2 separate regions of the Hordeum vulgare genome follow, and region 1 is linked to region 2. The links are chromatin contacts, called in public Hi-C maps. All regions are on one chromosome and are shown on one strand. Each heading gives the region's core, a stretch centred on a gene start, on an enhancer-like site or on the middle of the called end of the contact. The rest is flanking DNA. Distances are from core to core; before and after follow the strand shown. Region 1 has its middle 190 kb from the start of LOC123395880. Region 2 has its middle 20 kb from the start of LOC123395880.

Region 1 (6,341 bases), core at 3,687-6,186, 170 kb before region 2:
ATCGTTGATCGATCAATCACATCTAGGCTTGGGCATTTGGTAGAAAACAAATATTTGGTTTGTACTGTTCGGTTTTTATGTGAATTCGGTTTGTAAAAGTGGAAACCGAAATTGACAGTAAAATTCAGCTAACCGAAATTTCGGTTAACTAATTCTTTAGGTTTGCTTTTTGGTTTAACATAATTTCATGACCTGTACAAAGAATGTCCTTCCAGAACACAGCACGCATATATTAAAGAAAAATTTCGGCAACATAACCACGCAAATTTGTAAAATGTGTAGAACATATCGAAATCATAGTATTGTCAAATATCACATGATATCATATATAAGGATTTCAAAATAGTGACACATGCATAACCAACCGAGCCAAATTAAACAACGTTCACCACATAGTGATACTCATAAGTGACAATAGATAAGAATGTTCCAACACAAGACTTCACCAAACTCCAAGTTCAACAACACACATCCAATTGAGCCAAGTTCAAGTTTACTTATTATTACACTTAAAAACATAAGAGATTGAAGTGTAATTTAAGAGCATCCAATGATAAGACTCCCAACTTGCCATCATGGACATGAGCATCTTCACATGTCTTCATGAATAGGATCATCTTCCCAAGTTCCAACCAACTGATGCCAATCTGCCTTTTTTTGTACATGGTTCAAAAAACGGTTAAAATAGAATAGTAGATACCACACAATAGATAATACAATGCAATCCGGTGAAGTATAGAATACCTAGAATTTGGAAAACAAAGTACATGAGGTCCATAAAGCAACATTTGCATCACAGAGACATATACATGAGGTTTATTACAACATTTGCATTCACATGACATAAAAATATATGAGGAAACCACATGGCTCTATTTTTCATCTTCTTAATTATACACCATGAAACATTGTATGAAGGGACAAATGCAACATGTGTGAAAGAGATGACTATTACAATAGCATTATGGTGATGTCAATCGTGTGCTACAACAATTGCATTACATCAACATTTCAATATACCAAAGTTGGTATACTTTAGAAGAAAATGAGAGCTAGAAACATGAAGAAGAGGAGGATAATTTCTTGCAACCCACCAACGTTTAAGTAGAGGATGAAGGCAGACAAGATGGCCTAGTTTCAGATGGCCTGCAGACTTGCTATTGCTTGCCTTCGACTTGGATGAATTTGTACTGCCAAACTCTTCATTTAGTTCTGGAAAATAACGAAATAAACATGTAATAAGCATAGGAAGTTACAAACACAGAAATGGTATAGAAAACAATCACAATATGTTACCCTTTTCCAAGATTAACAATTCCTCCGCATCTTCAATGTCGACAGTAATAGGCCTCCTTAGCCAATCTTGTGTAGAAACAAGAGCCTAAACCATGAATGGCGTAAGGGAGGTTCTAAGCTCATTTAGGATGCGTCCACTTCTGCTAACTCCAGTTTTGATCATTTTCTTTCGTGTGTAACCTACACCACCATCATTCGCGCTAGCATTATCAACATTTATTGTCATAACTTTATTTATTCTCCACTCCATCAAGAATTGCTCTAAGGCTTTTCCAATATCATCTCCTTTATGACCTTTTACTAGGAAAAAACTAATGATCTTGTAAAAATTCCATTTATGATCAATATAAATGTGTTGTGATAGTCATATAATAATCTTGTGTTTGAGAAGTCCAACCATGAGTAGTGAGACACACTCTTTGACATGGTTGTTTGAAAAATGGTTTTAGCTTTGCTCTCTCTTCAAAATAAAGATTCACAAAATCCACAATGCATGTTCTTCTAGAAGGCATATTGAAACTTGGACATGCAATTGACATCACTTCTCTAAAACCAGCTTTTTAAGTAAATAAAAGTATACTTACCAACCGAATTTGGTTCGGTTAGTAGCCCAGCTAACCGAATTTTTCTGTACAAACTAAAAAACCGAAAGTTCGGCCTTTTCGGTTTCGGTTTCCATTTAGTTTTTAGTTGGACAGTTTTATGCCGAGGCCTATTCACATGACCAAACATCGTGTCAAGGGAAGTGTGGCTCATGCATGGCTGGTAAAAAGAAAATAGTAATAATTAAAGCAATTGACAAAACGACAACTTCTTGTTACTACTCGACAATAATAATATTAGAGTGGTGAACAAGAGTACCATAGGTCAAAAAGCAGAAGAGATTAGCTACTTAGTTTGCAAAAAACCCGAACAAAAACAGTTGCACCATGCCTAGAAAGAAGGGCGCCACGACCGACCTAACCCCCACAAGACCCCCACCCACCATTGAAGAGAGGACACCATTGATGTTGCCTGCAATGCCATCGTCATCACTCATGGCGTCTCCTTGAGTAAGGTACTTGAATTTTGGCATGGATGATCCGTCATGAACAAGGCACGAGGACCCTATTGGCCAGACGAAACAATCGATCACAAAAGTAGCTCTTCTGGTTCCGACAGGCTCCAAACTGCCCATGGTCCGACATATTTGCCGCCGTGTCGCCTTGCAACACCGCAGCTCTGACTTCACCCATATAAACTAGGCGTTTTTGCTGAGATGACACATTAAGCTGAGTATCATAATATTATAGTATATCATACTAAATGATGTACTAGTACATATCATGTATGCTAATAAATGATATCTTTATGATGATACTATGCAATGTGTATGATACTTTACACAGTGACCAGCCATACAATAAAATATGGAGTTAATTACAAAAGAGACTACATGTATGCATGTTCAATCTTAGTGTTGGCTCAGACAGTACTCATCAGCCATTTATACTAGAATGAAGTTACGGAGTCCTGTCACACTTTGCCCTCTCTAGCTGAAATGATACTCCAACTTACATATAGCATGTATGTCAAAGTCATTATGTAGGTATTCGGTAGAACGGATGATACTTGGTGTGCAAGGTTCAACACAGGCAAGTCAAAACTGACCAAGCACTATGAGACTACGCACCTGCTCAAGTTGGCCTTGTTATCCAGGGGGAATATAATGTGGACAATTTTAGATTGTCATGCAAGCTATCATGCCTAGGAATATTGGCTTGTGGTACGGCCGTGGACCGTGCTGGTTCAATTCTACTTGGCTTGGTCGGAACTACTCACCACAAAAGAACGCACTGAAGTTGCATTTGACCGTAGAAAATGTAGCTAAAAAAATGAGCAACATGCATGCGTGAACTGTGGATCCTACGCATGCACATACGCACGTCGATTGACGTGGGCCGGCGGCCGGCAGCCGGAGAAGTACGTACCTTCGTCGGCGGCCGACCGCGCGCCGTTCCCGGACCAGCCGCGCGTACGTATAGGCTTACTAATCACGTGCGCCGACGCCGAGCCATGCATCCGACATGCATCATGCCAAGGGCCGGCCGAGGTTAGTGATCTACGTGGACGTACGAGTACATGCACCATGCATGCATGCCCCTCCACGGTTCAAGGGTACGTACGTACGTCGTATACCCGCGCGTTTGCGGCCGGTGGCTGGTCGGGCGTCGCCGTCCGTCGTGCGGGCCCCAACTAACCGACCGTGTCTGTAATCAAGCACATGCATTGACCGACGGGTCTCCAAATATTCACCGGTGACTAAACCACGCAACATATGCATGCATGCGCTTTTGAGTGAGTGAGTGAGTGACGCATACGCTTACGACGGAGACCACGTACCGACGGGCCAACGCCTTTTCAACCAGGAGAAACACGCCTTTCCAACCATCTGCCTCTTTCTCTCTCTCTCTCTCTCACCCGTTTTAGACGGTGAAAAGTATAAACTCCACCAGTAGAGGCGTAGGAGCAATGGCTGCAGGTACCCCTCGATCCAGTCGCTGACTGTGCATGGTTGATTTGATCATCTCCATGGATGATTACCGGTTGAAACGTGTCGAACAAATCAATCATATCCTGCACTAATACGTAACCGATACTTTTTAAACATGGTACGCACAAACTAGAAGAATTGGACGCGCTTTGCTGCGCCGTTGGTGCTATTGAATTTTCATAAGAAAATTACTCTCCCTATTTGAAAATATTAGGTGCATTTGTTTTTTTTGAAAAGGCAAACCTCTAAGTTTCACCAAATTTGTAAAAAAATGTCAAATCAATGTCATTGGCTTCATCACGAAATGGATTTAGTGCAAGTTAAAGAAATTCCTCTTTTGAAAAACAAATATGATTTATATTTTTGAACCGATTGGGTATTTGGTTTGGCGAGTTCGGAAGATGAGGGAGTGTTTTTTACATTTATTTATAATGCGGTGTTATGGGGCTTTGCACGGTGTGATTCTGGGTTATCAGCTAAACAATCCATACCTATGTGGTGAAATTTTCTACATCAATGGCTTCATGTTTCCACTTCTTTTTTCTATGTGGTGCGGTGGTGCGTGAGATTGATATGTTTCTATAAGTTGGTCGATGTTATTTGTTAAAAATAATCATTGACACCGTCAAAATATGAACCAAATAAATTAAATACCTTAATCAAATAGGAGAGCTCAAAATTAAGGAGAATAGTGAATTAAAAGAATGGAATGAGAGAGTTCATTAAGAAATTATTGACCCGATAAAATTAGTAAATCTATATTATAAAATATATTTATATACATTCATATGTAGTTTATAGTAAAAAAATAAAAAAGTATTTAAAAACGAAGGGAGTACGATGTACAAGTAAAAACTCTTTCGTTGATGGAGGTATATAGAAATTGCATGCACGCATGCATCACCATAAGAAATATCTAGGGAGGAACGACATGCATCATCATATGGCTTGGACCCGCACCTCATGGGCTGGCTTCGGTCGATCTGGTAGAACTGTTCAGCGTACGTGTGGGCCGGTGGATGCAGACTAGCTTGCAGTGTATATCCACCAAAATCATTTTCTTAATCGGACCTGAGGGTATTAGGAAAGGAAAAATCTTGCAACTTGCAATGGTAGCTAGTGACTCCATGTATTAATTTCTTGCAAGTTGTGAGGTTTATCTACTGTGTATAGTACCACAGATATGCAAGTGTACGCATGTGTGCATGTTCTTGTCCTTCTCCTTCTTCGGTTGGTGATGAGTCAACTTTGATTTTGTCCAGTATCACTGTATTAGCTCATCCATGTGTGCATACATACTACACCCTCTGTAAATTAATATAAGAGTGTTTAATTAGATTACTAAAGTAGTATTCTAAATGCTTTTATAGTAGTTTACAGAGGGAGTATTATATATTTCCGTTTGAAAATACTTGTCATAAGAATGGATTTATCTAGATATTTTTAGTTCTAGATATATTTATTTTTATCTATTTATGCAACAAGTAATTTCCGGCCGGAGAGAGTACCTGTCTTTCCATGCATTATGTATATCCTACTTGGCAATTGAAAAACGACGGCATCAACATATATCTGGTATTTCTCCAATCAGCCAATGGGTTTTAGCTATATAATTAGTACCAGTGGCGTTCCTCTGACATGCTCTTCATGGTCTCACATGTAAACATCAGAGGCAACAGTTTCCATAATGATGGTACCGGTCAGTGCATGATACTGCAATTAAAGAAGCGGCAGGCTGCAGGTGAGATCGGACCGGTAGCCGGTAGGTACTCTCTACTCTGTGTGGCAGTTGGTAGTTTTTTCCGGTACCAGAGACCAAAGGTTGGTACTCCATCTGATGAAGGGAGAAAGATTCCAAAAACCTTGATTTCGGTAGGCCCAATATGCCCAATTTGCGATGTACGTACGCGTGAGAGAGATTGAACTATATGCAGGGACCAGACCAGACTGAGGTAGCTCCGTGGGCCACTTGCCACATGCATGATCTGCTGCAAATGATGCACACTTAAACTGTTATTAATAAATGAATATAAACAAGCAAATATCAGGATAGCAAGGTTAGCGTTTGGAATGTACGATCAATAATTCAGGTGTGCATTTTACACAGAGGAATCTTCTGGAGGGCAATCATGATGCCCATGATATGATTATAAAAGTGATCATATGATTAGAAGATCATTAGCGCGCGGCGATTTGCCGCTCAAATGATGGCGGCAGGAGGGTCGTACGTGTGTAATAGACCAGCTGAGTAGTCAGGCAGTCGATGTCGATCGATAATTAATGGGGACTTGTAGTCATGCACGTACATGTGCGTGAGATGTGCAGGTTGCCACGATCTTCCATCTTCATCCATGCATGAGATGGACATGGAGGTCGATGGTCGAGGTCGACCGGCCGACGCTGAGGTGGTTGCAGATAGCGTCCATGTGACTCCATGTGCGCGCGCGGGCGCCGGCGTACGTCTGATCGGCCGGACGGACAGACGGCGGACGGTCCGTCGTTCGTTGGCGCG
Region 2 (6,218 bases), core at 2,618-5,117:
AGTAGATTTCTTTTGTACTGCGAGTTAATTTTGATGATCTTATTGATATGAGTTGTGTGTTGATATGGTTCTATCCTAAGGTTCCTTTCGTGAGGCACACACGTGAAGGATACACAATATGTTCATGATTCTCTTATAGTAGGTGGCGAGAGTGATCGAAACATACACCCGAGTAAGGGAGTTGTGTGCGTATGGGAGTAAAGAGGACATGATGTTTAATGATATGGTTGAGTTTACCTTAATGATTTCTAGTAGTTGAGGATGGTTTCCAGAGGTCCGATCATAAGTTTATATGATCCAAGTATGGAAAGTGTGTTAGGGGATGCCTCTCCCTCATTGCATATGAGAAGTATCTATCATGTTATATTCAATTGTCTATGGACAATCTTTCTCTTGCGTTACAAAAAAATCTTTATACTAAACAACTAAGTAAATTAATATTTATCAAAAACCAGAAACTAACTTTAATTTCCACGTTCCTTATTTTGTTGCAAAACTATCTATTACACCTACTAAGTACTTCTAGTTTCTTTCCCATAAAGTAGTTTCATACTTCTTCTAGGTAAGGTAAGCGTCAGCTTGCGTAGAGTTGTATCGGTGGTCGATAGAACCTGAGAGAATATTATTCTACCTTTAGACCCTCATTGGGTTCGACACTCTTACTTATCGAAAAAGGCTACAAATGACCCCCTACGCTTGTGGGTTATCAATGGCTTGTGGGCCCCTTGAGGATCTCCCGACTGTGTTTTGTGGCTTATAAATTCTCATATATCCCAAAAACTCTAAATGCAGTCCCGAAACACTTTTTACGCCATCGCAAGTCTCTGTTCCGACGAGAGGCCATCTGGAGCTCCATTCTGGCACCCTACCGAACGGGGATCGATCACGGAGGGCCTCTTCATCAACCTTGCTGCCTTCATGATGATGTGTGAGTAGTTCACCACAGACCTACGGGTCCATCGCTAGTACCTAGATGGCAATCTCTCTCTCATGATCGTCAATACAACGATCATTGCATCTTCACTTTGATCCATATGATGTAATCCTTTTTTGCGGTGCGTTTGTTGGGGTCCGTTGAATTGTGGGTTTATGTTCAGATTATTCATGTTAAATATTTGAGTCTACTCTAAATACTAATATGATTCTTATGTGCATGATTATGATAGCTTCGTAATTCTCTGTGATCTAATGAAATAGTTTTGCCAACTAGATTGATATTTCTTCGGTGAGAGAGGTGCATTCTAGTACGTTCAACCTTGCGAATTTCTATATCCCAGTGATAGAAGGGGACAAGATGCTTCTTTGTGTTGCTCCTACTAAGGATAACATGGTGGGTTTCTTCATATTGCTTGAGTTTACTTTGTCTACATCATGTCATTGTTCTCCATGCATTACTATGTTTTACTTAATACTCTAGATGCATGCTGGATAGCGGTCGATGAGTGGAGTAATAGTAATATGTGCAGACAGGAGTCGGGCTATTTGTTTGTGGATGTGATGCCTATATATACGTGATCCCTTGAATATTGCATAACTATCCGTTTTTCTACCGGTTACTCAACAGTAATTTTTCTACCCATCGTATGTTGTTTTCATGAGACATGCCATTAGGGAGATTAATGGCCCCAGGTCTATTCACCATATATTTACAAAACCATCAATACCATGCCGCAATTTACTTGTTTTCATTTTATTTTGCAATTTACAATTATCTACACATCTCAATTGCTTGCAAATAACGAGACCAAGGGGAATAATGACAACCCTCTTGCCCGCGTTGGGTTCAAGTTGTTTGTTATTTTGTGTGGAGCCGCTGAAGACGGGTGGTTGATATTCCTATTGGTTCGATAAACTTTGGTTTCATAACTGAGGGAAAAACTTATCCACATTTTGCTGCGATAACACGTTCCTCTTCACGGAAAACCTAATGCGGATCACAAGTATCAGTGATGCTCATGGTGAAAGTGAAGGAAGAGCATTACTTCTATGAAAACGAGCTATGCATTGAGTTTGACAAACTTTTTCAGTTATACAATCAAGACTCACTCGACAAATCTATCGTTAGTTGCTATTATCTCTAAGTGATTTCTTTCTGTAATTTAAGTCTCTAGCTCACCTCATTCATTGCTTATAATTAGCCTCACTATATTCTTTTATATGCTATTTTGCACAATGAAGATTCTCGAATGCAAAAGATAGAGAATCTATGACATTGGGTTCGTTGACCCATATATCATTAATGAAAAAATGATACAAGACCACCCCAAAGACTTAGACGATAACTTGCTAAGGTTTTTAAAGGCACAAAATACCAGAACAGAAATACTATTTTCTTTCAAACTTCAAGTGAGTGTTACTGTCTTGTACTACAAATTCTATTTTGCTTACTTGATGTTAAGTGTAGTTGATGAGTTATGCATGCCTGCTTATATCAATGTATGCAGGTACCACTAGATCCTGATAATAATTAAAGTTGACGCTGGAACTGTTGACACCATGGACATACTAGGTAAAGACCCTCGAGAATACACCAGCGTGGTTTGGATGCTCGACAGGTAATTTCAATCATTATCGGGCTATATCGGCCTCTTTCATTCATTTCCTTATATCAAGGAATTAGTAACTTCTTTATTAATTTTGTTTGCGGAGCAGGGCTTGGAAACGGTTCATCAATGATGTTGGTGGTGAATGGAAACCGGAGCTATGTTGGCGACTTTCCAAGGTAATTAAGTAGTACTAGCTAGGTTCGCGGATCTCTTTAATTATAGTTTCAATACCATTATCATGCTTTATTATTATCTGATTAAATTTTATTCTCGCAAAATGCATGAGGCAGAAACAGGGGAGTAATTTATGTGCATACTAGGTCTGCGAGAGCATTCATAGGGCGACCGAATGGTGCAGAGATGTGAGACAACTTCGTAAACATTATTCACATTTTTTTATGATGATCAAATATATACACACACAACTAATATATCTATATTGATCTCATTCTTTAAAGATGGAAGACATGCGGAAGAAGCTCTTGCCAGAGAACCGCCTACGAGCAATTCAAGAGGAAATTGCGGAATTTTTGCGTACGGAAGTCATATCTGCAGAGGAGAATACCATTACCGCTAATGCCTGCATGTAATGATCTCCAAATTGTAGAAGAAATTGCATATACCAAATTGTGTGTGTGTGTCCATATATATATATATATATATATATATATATATATATATATATATATATATATATATATATATATATCGTACAAAAAAATTATTATATATGCATCAACGTGTACATTACATAGTAGCAGTAGCGTAAAATATGTTTGAAATGAAAAAAAATTAGATGAAAAACACAAAATGAAAATAAACTCTAAACCATAAAACCCAACATAAAAAAACATAAAATCCTTAATACCGGTTGGTGTCATCAATCGGGAGTAAAGGTCCTTCAACCCCAGCACACGCTTGCGGCCACGTGAAGGGACATTAGTCCCGGGTTGTAACCAATAGAAGACTAAAGAATGAGTGTTTTTAGTTCTCATCCTTTAATCCCGGTTAATGACCCGACACTAAAGGTCGTTATCAATCGTGACTAAAATTCTGTTTTCTACTACTAACGAACACCACACCTATCAATCGGTCATATATAACCAAGAATTTTGCATACGCATATATACCGAAACAAAACAAAAGCAAAACGACATGCTGTAGCGACGGTGTTATGACGGCACTGTTGGTGGCTAGCAGCTCAACATTTTGACAATTCGCATGTTAAAGTTGGTAGACGACGAACAGTGTTGCCTTTATGTGTATGTAGGACATACTTGCGTCATCAGGCACTATACATAGCTAGCTAGTCTGGTCACCATAATTGTTGGCACTTAGCTGATGATCAGGTGAACTGCACTTGTCGATGAAGCCATGCATGGGCCACGTACACATCTGAATGCACGTGTCGGGGCCTCCACGAGCCGCTATTTGCCAGGTTTCCAAGCAAAAATTTTATTAGAGATGTGATGGATGAGACAAAAGCAAAACTAGCACGTAAGGCACCACACACGCACAAATATCATTATTTGCACCAATATCACCTTCTAGATTCAAAGACTAGTCAGATGTAATTAAATTAGTTAGTTAATTGTCCTTAAAATGGACAGCAAATTCAGCCCAAAATAATCCCAAAGTAACCCATAAACGATGTTTTCTTTTCCTTTGCGGGTAACGCATATGCCTGAGCATCCAGAATTTGTAGCTGATAAGTGGGAACGTGTGCTTTCACACAGAGAATATAGGTATTTTCAACAACTAATGCGTGGCGACATATGATTGGTGCTCACACCAGGCACTGCCACGTGTCCCAGTGAGGTCACCAAGTGCTCTTGCCACTCCCATACAAATTTGCTGTTCATTTGACTGAGAAAGTGGTATTTTTTGAGTGCCTTTTTACACCTGCGAAACAAATGTTGGGTGCACGTTGGTTGACATACGTAGGATATGTCAAACGTGCTCCGACCATTGTTTCTTATCAAAATGTCAACTGCTCTCTTTTAACCCAGCAGAAGAGCGGTTTATTCTTAATTTATAAGTGGAGTATGAACCGTACAAAAAATAAACCGAGCAAAAGAAAGATCTTTATTGCTTTCGATTATATATATATATATATATATATATATATATATATATATATATATATATATATATATATATATATATATATATATATGCCAATATCCCTAGTGGTTAGTGTGTGTACGAGACTTCGTTTTTTTCTGTATACTTTGACAGTGGTCTGAGTATATTAGCTAAGAGCATCAAGGACTTAGCAAATATGACCTTGTATACATTTTTGGACGCGTCAGGTAAGTGACCGAGCGTGTTTGTTCTCAACCCTTATTTTTTCGAACGGTCTAGGATGAGAAAAGAAGGACTTAGCAAAGAAAGGAATGAAGGAAGGAAGAGAAAAGGTGGTCCGGGATGGTCACATGTCCTACGTAGCGGATTGATCGGGCATGTCCGAACGCGTCCGCGAGCCCTCGTATCATCCTCAGCATATTTGAGATGGATATGAGTGGTGTCGGACAGTCCGGACGTTTGAGACGGCTATAAGGGGTTCGGTTGGGTCGCGTATTTGTGACCGATCACGTTTCGAACGGTCTGTTCGGACGTTTGAGATGGATATAAAAGTTCCGGTTATAGTGTTCTAATTAGGTATACCAGCTTAAGGAGAACTCTAAGTTAATTAAACAATAAATAACTGATACACGGTGGTAAACATTTGCCTCATCAATTGATTAAGCAGAAGAGATTGTTTTGTTAATTAATGAAAAACCAGATGAACACCGGTAATTTGAATATTTTCAAGTTTATGAACTGCCTAGTGAAAGGTATATGGAAACGTAAAACTACTGGGCATACGGTTAGGGAAACCAATTTTTTCAACAACATGTATGAGATTTGTGTGCCTATGTAATATGGCAGAGAGAAAAACATGGAATTACAAGATTTGGTCTAGTAGGCGCTCAGAGGCAGCCCCTGGACCAATACCCCACCAAGGAAAGAAACTAGGCGATCACTCACTTTAGACTATCGTTACCCACCTTCACCCGTTCATGGCACATATTATATATTGTTTCAAACACAACCGGAGGTAGGCAAGATTCATCTTGGAACACCCTCAGGTTCCTCTCAAGCCATATGCACCTCAATGTACATAGGATGACCGAGTTGACCCCTTTTCGCAGCTTTAGGTGCATGATATGTCTGAAACGGTGTATCTATAATTTATAATTGTTTCATGTAATTATATATTTTTATATATTTTTTAAAAAAATATATATTGTTTTTATGCAATAACGTATTAGTTAGATGGCAGTGCCAGTTTCTGTTGCTCGTTTGTTTTTGGCTTTGAAGGAAATCAATATCTACGGAAGTAATAATACGTTGTCAATTTAACACGATCGGTTTTCGACAATAACAAACACTAGAAACTTTAGGAGAGATTGAGGCGAGCCACAACAGACCCACACGGATAGGTGGCGTGGCCATGGGGGTGGTCGCGCCCCTTGCTTGTTAGAGGCCCACAATCAGCTTCTTCACCTATTTCCATCGCCATAATTCCTTATAAATGTTGAAACCATCCATCGTACCTTCATAATTTTTTATCGCCACCGCAAGCCTTGTTTATCTGATCTAAATGGAGCCCTATGCAGGAGCCTTGCA

Evidence for each region. A called contact is a pair of places that touch in the nucleus more often than the background predicts.
Region 1: a contact with region 2 is called in a Hi-C map of leaf, with 3 times the contacts expected there. The contact joins two enhancer-like sites. A contact is called at or near these places in 4 of 6 Hi-C or Micro-C datasets (leaf and seedling).

What each region holds. Positions count from the first base shown.
Region 1 is chr5H:15,968,811-15,975,151 of MorexV3_pseudomolecules_assembly, reverse strand. No RefSeq gene overlaps it. Among protein-coding and RNA genes, the nearest start is that of LOC123395880, 190 kb to the right of the region's middle. Within about 2 kb of position 4,936, at least 3 of the 3 cell types and tissues checked have open chromatin away from gene starts, as enhancers often do. A contact at or near this core is called in leaf, where this site is marked.
Region 2 is chr5H:15,802,255-15,808,472 of MorexV3_pseudomolecules_assembly, reverse strand. No RefSeq gene overlaps it. Among protein-coding and RNA genes, the nearest start is that of LOC123395880, 20 kb to the right of the region's middle. Within about 2 kb of position 3,867, at least 2 of the 3 cell types and tissues checked have open chromatin away from gene starts, as enhancers often do. A contact at or near this core is called in leaf, where this site is marked.